Regions from separate parts of the Triticum aestivum genome. Here region 1 is linked to region 2. Evidence: chromatin contacts called from public Hi-C data. All regions are on one chromosome and are shown on one strand. Each heading gives the region's core, a stretch centred on a gene start, on an enhancer-like site or on the middle of the called end of the contact. The rest is flanking DNA. Distances are from core to core; before and after follow the strand shown.

Evidence for each region. A called contact is a pair of places that touch in the nucleus more often than the background predicts.
Region 1: a contact with region 2 is called in a Hi-C map of leaf, with 4 times the contacts expected there. The contact joins the promoter of LOC123156351 here to the promoter of LOC123159897 in region 2. A contact is called at or near these places in 1 of 5 Hi-C or Micro-C datasets (leaf) and 1 of 1 datasets of contacts at active chromatin or transcription factors (leaf).

Annotation. Positions count from the first base shown.
Region 1 is chr7B:77,287,301-77,291,576 of IWGSC CS RefSeq v2.1, forward strand. LOC123156351 (protein FIP1) reads right to left here and starts at 1,420. Exons shown (of 14, transcript XM_044574481.1): 1 at 1,081-1,420. The coding sequence starts at 1,148. LOC123156352 (UMP-CMP kinase 4) reads left to right here and starts at 1,469. Exons shown (of 10, transcript XM_044574483.1): 1 at 1,469-1,661; 2 at 2,651-2,697; 3 at 2,964-3,018; 4 at 3,134-3,251; 5 at 3,331-3,487; 6 at 3,621-3,701; 7 at 3,797-3,904. The coding sequence starts at 2,653.
Region 2 is chr7B:77,221,485-77,225,406 of IWGSC CS RefSeq v2.1, forward strand. It overlaps LOC123159897 (serine/threonine-protein kinase RIPK), which reads right to left and starts at 2,083. Exons shown (of 4, transcript XM_044577704.1): 1 at 1,619-2,083; 2 at 1,375-1,510; 3 at 1,129-1,265; 4 at 1-369. The coding sequence starts at 1,984.

The DNA of each region.
Region 1 (4,276 bases), core at 170-2,669, 65 kb after region 2:
AAGGTGGACTTATATGAAGAACATTTACAGTTTCTTTTCCTCAAAAAGCTTCTTTACGGACTATGTTGTTGTTCATGCAACAGCTCGTTTTTTAGTGATTGTGTGAGTGTGCTGTGGGTTGTGCCTTATCTAAGTATTGTTCATACAGCGTTCTTTTATATCATCGATGCAAAGTAATTGTGTTTCTCAACAAAAGAAAGATACAGAATGGAAATCTAAAACTGCCTCTATTTGTTTACTTATTAGATTTAGACAAGATACAATCATATATTCATGTACTTACATCAAAACAAATCATATATCATGCATCATCGCAATAATCACATAGACTATCAAGGTGGTTGACCACCTTAAACTCAGATTTGCTACATGGACATGCAACTGGTGCCTCCGTCACACACCAATGGGTCAAGAAATAGCCAAACAAATCAAACTCTGCACCGAGGGGGCAACTAACTCACAATGCCACACCGATCTTATGGCAGTCCCGATTCTCCACCAATCGGCTGTATCTAAAGTAATAAACTATGCCATATATATTGAAGCTGAGGTGAGAGGCAATTAATTAAGAAAGAAAGAGATGAAAGCTGCATCTACATATAGATACAGTGTCCTGTCCCAAACTCCAAAAATTGTGATTTGCACACAACCAATCAAAATATATGGTAGGGCAAAAAAATAATCTAGATGCATTTAATTTCTATACTAGAATCACAGTAGATAGCCCCACTGAAAAGGCAGTATATAAGCTTGTATCCAAATGATGACACAGCATTTTGCACACGGACTGCCCTCAGTTCCTCCCCAATCGTACTGACCGAATTCACACAGAGCTTTTAAAACCATATATGCAAAACATGCAGCAGAGCAGAGGCAGGTTGCTGTCCACGATTTCAGCAAATTATGATATGATTCCACCCTCGAAGAGGGGCTACAAGATCAGATCAGGGATCTGGTATGTTCCACAAGTACCATGACGCGATTACGGGGGCGGATCTCTGAAGTCAGATCGAACTCCTCCGCCACAAGCATGATTAGAGCGAGCGTCTTAGCTAATAAGGGTTGCGGCGACAGACTCACAGTGCTTCCCCTGCAGCGTCGTGCGCAGCCGCGGACGACGCCGCCGCGCCGCGCCGCTCGTGCGCCATCTCCTCCGCCGCCTGCGCCCGCCGACGCCGCGGCTGGAGCCGTCAGCGCGGCGCCCCCTCCCAGCACTTCGGAGTCGGATCGGATAGATGGTCGCCCGACGAGCAGCCGCCTGGACCACGCTAGACCAGCGCGGACTCTAGCGTCTCTGCGGGGTAGCGGTGCAGCGCCGCCGAGGAAGCCAGCGCAAAACGGCGAGAGGCGTGGTGGGCCCTCTCCACCGCGGAGCCGTTCCCCCGTTGGCCCTTGCCAACCGTTTGATCGCAATCCAACAGCTGGGAGACGGTCTGGTGAGGGCACCTGGCTGGCCATAACTGGCTCGAGGGCTGTCACTTTTTCAGCCGGGTCCTTTCCAAGTTCCTCCCGCCGCCGTCGCCGTCACCGCCGACCTCCTCCGCTCCTCCCTTCGCCGCCGCGCCTCCCTCTCCGTCCTCCTCCTAGACAGGTGCTGCTATCTGGCACCACTCTCGCCGATTGGACCCACTTCTAGCGACCCGCCCAGCTCGACAAGTAGGGTGCGTGTTTCTCGAACCTATTCTCTCTGCTCTGCCACACTTCTCATCCCGGTTTGATTGTTCTAGCCTATAGAGTAAGCTGTAGATCAAAATAAGCTCCATGGCTAGGTCTGCTTGCCTGTCTGCCTGATGGATTCATGGATGCTTTTAACCACAAAATTCGCTCTGTTTGTTGGGGAAAAGGTTCCCCAAAATAGTGAGATACTCTAACAGAGACCTAAAGTGGCTTACTGGTTAGGTTCTGGTGGAGTGATCTCCTGCGCTGAGCCGCGTGGCAATGGCAGCGTAGGGTGTGGATCCGACCAAGAAATAATCAAATAATAGAGGGTTGTGTACCACTAGCCACATCTAGGAGTGGTTGCTGTCATTTTTGTTGCCTTGTGTTCGGTGCTTTGTTACAGAGCAGCAAATCCAATATTTGGAATGAGCGGCATAGGGTTTGTATAAGTAATGCCAAATATAAGTGGTCAAGAGTGACTTTATGCACAGCGATGATTTGTGTATAAAATGCTAATGTATAAAATGCTAATGTATCGCGTACGCGTAGGCTAATACAACCCTGAAGAAAGAGTGTATATAGGCTTACAGGACTGTGCATGTCAACTTTTCTGTTTTGAAATGTTGATGGCTCATTTGCGTGCACAATTTATAATCAGAACTATGAATCAAGAAATCTAAGGGGAAATCATGATGAAAAATGAATAGCTGTAGGTACAATGAGACAAGATGGTTTGTCTATGTACTGTTACTGTAGCTGAAGCAAAATTATGGCCTCATTTGTTCAGCATTTCAAATCTTGAAAGCATGGAAATAAAGGAAACTGCAAGTTCATCACCCTTCTTGCTAGCTATTTAATTTAATTTTGCTATGCTGTGCTGCACTGCCAGTTTACAGTAGAGTAGAGCCTTGACACTTTCCCTCTTTTCTGCTGAGCTATCCAAAGTTTATTATCCATTGCTTGCTCAAACTGAGTCATGGAATGCTTGCAGCAATGAGCACAGCCGTGGATGCTTCAGTGCCTGTCGCCGAGCAGGAGGTATGTTTTTCACATTAGGGTAAAATTTGCAGTTGTTACTGGATTCCTAGATTGCTTTTGAGTCTTCATCTATTTATCCCATTGCTTTGTAGTTTAAAACTGTACATGACACTTATGTTATACATGCTCTTTAATATGTAAGGCAGGTTCCTTCAATCTCAATGTTCTATTTAATTTTGATTCCATTTTCAGTGTTACCAGTGAAGTTAATCCTGGATTAAATCCTCACATTCTTACTTTGATCGATTGAATTGCTTCTATTGCAGGATGGTACTGCGAATATCTTGGGTGGGAAGAAAGTTGCAGTTGTATTTGTTCTAGGTAACTTCTGTATTCTGTAACGATGGCTCCAACTTCTACATAGTGGAAAATGAGCTTGCTGTCAGTACCTATGGTGCTGACCATTCATGGTTCCTCATTTTATGCAAATCCACAGGTGGTCCTGGAAGTGGAAAAGGTACACAATGTAGCAATATTGTGGAGCATTTCGGATTTACACATCTTAGTGCTGGAGAGCTGTTGCGCTCAGAAATCAAGTCTGGTTCTGACAATGGGTAACAAACCCGCTTGACCCTAGAGGCTATATTCCTTGTTTTATTATAACGCTTACTTTGGCTTTTTTTTTTCCTACAGAACCATGATTGACAGCATTATAAAGGAAGGGAAAATTGTTCCATCTGAGATAACCGTAAAGCTCCTACAAGAAGCTATGATAAAAAGTGAAAATGACAAATTCCTCATTGATGGATTTCCAAGGAATCAAGAAAACCGTCTGTCATTTGAGAATGTTGTAAGGCTACTTTGTTTTTGGACTTCTATAAAATAATAGAGTTCCTAACTTCAAAATTATTTGGTACTTTGACCTTTTCCTTTTGTGTTTTAAAAGCAAGCTAACAACCTTTAATTATTTTACATTACTGCAGATAAAAATATCTCCTGAGTTTGTGCTATTCTTTGACTGTTCTGAGGAAGAGATGGTAAGGCGTCTTCTGGGTCGCAATCAGGTTAGATTTAATCTCTTATGTTTATTTGCTGGATTGTATGTGACATGATCTCTTCATTGCTTCTAACATTGTTTTCTTTTGTTGACCAACTGCAGGGAAGAGCTGACGATAACATTGAGACTATCAGGAAAAGATTCAGAGTTTTTGAAGAATCAAGTTTGCCTGTAGTTCAGTACTATGACTCTAAGGGCAAGGTTAAGAAGGTATATCCATTTTTTATGTAAAAGGATATGACACACTTCTGCATTAACAGCCACGCTGTAGAATTTTTTAGTATGTCTAGCAAATGCTTCTGTAGTTCAAGGTCTAATTGAGTGCAGTTGATGCCTGGAATATCAATAATAAGCACACATTAACTCAAGAATGTGGAAACAAGTAATTTACAGAATACTCTGATCTCAGTGAACCATTGCCACACAACAGAGTGTATTCTCAGCAGGGACATTGGGAATTTGGAATGAATATCTCATCCTTGAGTAGAGGCTGTAGAGAATATATACTAGCGAACAAATAGGTGCATTTGTACAATCCGATATATCAATTTTGCAGTGTGTTGGGACTTTATTTTTGTGTAC
Region 2 (3,922 bases), core at 833-3,332:
GCTCTGCAGGCAGGAGTGCGCCACGGCCGCGGCGCCGCGCGCCGCCCGCGTGGAGTACTGCGACTCCATGCCGGGGTCCATGACGCGGTGCAGCCGGTCGTCGGCGCGGCGCAGGTAGGGGCGCGCCCAGTCGACGAGGTTCTGCTCCCGCCCGCGCCGCCGCTTGTCGACGGAGCGCCGGCCCGTGAGCAGCTCCAGGAGCACCACCCCGAAGCTGTACACGTCGCTCTTGGCCGTGAGGTGGCCCGTGAGGATGTACTCCGGCGCCGCGTAGCCGTGCGTGCCCATCACCCGCGTCGTCACGTGCGTGTCGTCCCCCTTCGGCCCCTCCTTGGCCAGCCCGAAGTCCGACAGCTTCGCTGCGTAATCCTGCAAATCCAGATCATCAAACCGAGGTCAGCAAATTACACTCTGAACTTCTTCTTTTTTAACTGAATTACACTCTGAATTTCTTCTTTTTTAACTGAATTACACTCCTAACTTTCAGCACAGATGATGGTGAGACCGAGATGATTATGTTAAGGAAATCTACTGTGTATTTGGCTATTTGCACATTGGACCTCAATAATGCCGCTGCTGTGCGCGTACCGTCTGTGCATTATAATAGTGGTTGGGATGTACACGTACTGTACCAGCTCGGGGTTAAAGAACTGTGCGGGCTTCTGACCAACTAGACAAATTGGTTTAGACTATGTGCAACAGCCGGCATCTAGAATCACCAGTAAACAAAGAGAAATTTGCGGCTGGCTAATTTTGTCGGGCGTTGCCGATGCAAAATCTGAATTTTCGCACGAGCGTGTTGGTTTCTCTGAATTCTAAAATTGAGCGAGGCCTTGACCCGGAACGATCGGACGCTACGTGCGGCCTGCGAGGCTAGCTGGCGTGGCGACCAGCAACCATAACAAAATTCAGGCAACTTGATCAAAATACAGCAAAGTCGACGGCGACTTGCTACCCACTTGCTCGACAAGATTGAATTCTGGCGCAGATGTGGTCTGGTACAGTTGTGGTACAGGTTTGGATTGGATCGGGAGATCGGATCGAGCGGGGGGGGGGGGGGGGGGGGGGGGGTGAACAGAGATGGATTGGATCGGATCGAGCGGGTGGATGAGCAGGAATGGAGCTCACCGAGTCGAGCAGGATGTTGGAGGCCTTGAAGTCGCGGTAGATGACGGGGGTGTCCGCCTCATGCAGGAACGCCAGCCCCTTGGCCGCGCCCACGGCGATCTTAAGCCGCGTCGACCATGGCAGCGGCGCCAGCGGATCTGCATCCATCACACGCCCAATCAATCAGCAACCCAGTCGATCGATCGTCGAACAAGAGATAAGAATGGAAAAATTACTGAGAATCATGTTGATGAACTGAGCGCTTACTGTTGAAGAGGTGGTTCTCGAGGCTGCCCCGGGGCATGTACTCGTAGACGAGCATGCGGTGGTCGTCCTGGTTGCAGAACCCCAGCAGCTTCACCAGGTGCGGGTGGCTCAGCATCCCCAGATACACCACCTCCGCCTGCTCGACCAGACACACCACACATGGTTAGATTAAGAGAAAGAACGAGCTGCGGTTGGCGATTGATTGGAAATCTTGCGGGCGCGGTGCGGATCAATCGGGACGTACCAGCCACTCGCGGTGCCCCTGCACGCCGTCGCTGTCGAGGTCGAGGTACTTGACGGCGACCTGCTGCGCGGCGAGGCCTGGGCGGAGGCCGCCGGCGACGCACCCCTTGTAGACGGGGCCGAAGCCGCCCTCGCCGAGGAAGTTGGCGGTGGAGAAATTCTTGGTGACGGACTTGAGCTCGTCCAGGGTGAAGGCGTGCAGGCTGGTGGTGGCCAGCGTCCGCGACAGGTCCTCCAGCGACAGCGACCGCAGGTTCATCACCGTGCGCCGCCGCCGCGCCCCCGGCGTCGCCCGCGCCTCCTGCTCCGTCTCCTCGTCTCCTCCGCCCGGCCCGAAGCACGCCAGGAGGCCCTTCCTGAACCCCATGGCTTACCCTTTCTTGCGCTCTGTTGTTCTGCTCTGCTCTTCTCTGCTGCTCCGATGAAGTCAATAGAGGGAGGGAGTGGTCTGCGACTTCTGTGCTAGGACAAGACGAAGATGGCGCGCGCGGCGCGTGCATATAAAGGCCGGAGTGGGCGCTCTGTCCTCTGTGTGTGTGTGTGGCTTCCTGGTGGGTGGGGTTGGAGAAGGGTCTCATTAACTTTTTTTGATTGATTAATTTAACAAGCCAAATAGAGCAGGTGGTGTAATTAGTGATTAGAAAGCTTGTAGGATCATTGGTGATGCATACGCACGAAGCTTATTTGTTTTTAATGACACAATAGAGACACAGACGCTCATGCATATACATATGCACATACACTCACCTTTATTAATGCATGTACGCACATCCTACTTCTATAAACATCTTTAAGAGCATGGTTAATAATACAGGCAACGGTCAGCTATAACAAGTTGGCATGTCATCTACAGTCAGCCTCTTAGCCGGCATGTACAATAGTAAGTTCTAAATATATACTAGTTTATCAATAGTTGGCACACCTTAAATCGTCACAAAGTGTCTTTGGTCTCGTGTTGCTGCAGGCTACTAATCAAGAACCAGCTTCTCTTCTCTCTCATCTTCTCTCTCCTCCAACTAAGTAAAGATATATTATTCTATTTCTTATAGCCTGCTTATGTCACCCTATTATACTTGCTCTGAGAGAGTCTGAGCCGGCATACCATCTTGAGATTGACGGAGTTGTCACAGACGCCTTCGCAGTGGACGAAATGTAGCCTCTCACCGAACGAACATCGCCGGATGGCCTGAAATAAATTCAGAAAAATATAAGGGTTCCTTGTGATGGAACCAACCCACTAGAGTTCAAATTCTAGCCTTGGCATGGTGGTCGCATTTTTCTGGATACGAGAAGCTTGGTTAGTTAGTCAGTTAATTAGTGGCCAAAAGCAGCTTCAGACGAATAATTAATAGAGGGCGAAAGCAAAGCAAAGCATCAAGGTATGAAAGGGGGTGACCTAGCTAAAGCTTTGGTGAATGGTGATGCATCATCCATGGATGATGGCGACTTCCCTTTTAATTAACGGTGACCCACCAACCATCCATTCAAACTTGCTTTCTCCACGGAGGGAATGGGATAGCATGGCAGGAGTGGTCGTTTGTGCTTATCATTAGGAGGAGTTGGTTAACCGTTCCTTACTAGTTTAATTCTGTCTTTTTTGTCCGTGTTCTTTAGATATGGGCGGATGAGGACAAACGGATGATCTTGCGATTCCCAGCACGGTTCGTTCGATGTTTCGTTCGGTGGCGGTATGAAATTGCAGTCCTCTCCTGCTCCGGTTAGCTGATCGATCTCTCCTTTTTCTTGTCAATGGCGCGCCTGCAGTTTTTCCGTCACAGCGTTTGGCTCTGTTCGTTTGTCATATTTATATATTGTTAGATTCGCTGTTCAGTTGGACAGTTGATGTCCAAGAGGCAAAGCAGCCGGTTTTAAAATTTTATAGGTGCTTTACGTGCAGAACAATCTGTTTCAGTTTTGCACGAGCAAGTAACCTAACCCCTTAAAACACTTTGATTCATAGGCTTATTGAATTCGTAGAAATAGAAGAAGAAGAAACGGCAGGAGTAGAGTGCCTCACATGTTGAATAGTTGTTTGATTGTGCATGCGGAAATAAGAGAATTCTTCAAATGAGGTTGGAGTGAATTAAAATTTTCATATGAAAACTAATACAAATGAATCATAATAATAGTTTATATGAATTGCAATTTTATAAACCGAACAAACCATATAGGAGCATTTTTTAAGGGCTAGAATCCTTAAAAAATCCTTTTGAGCGTTTTTTTAAATCAAAGAGGCCCAATTGAAAATAGATGGTGTTTAGCTGAAAAGCATGCAAGCATTTATTTTTAATATTGAGAACTACCA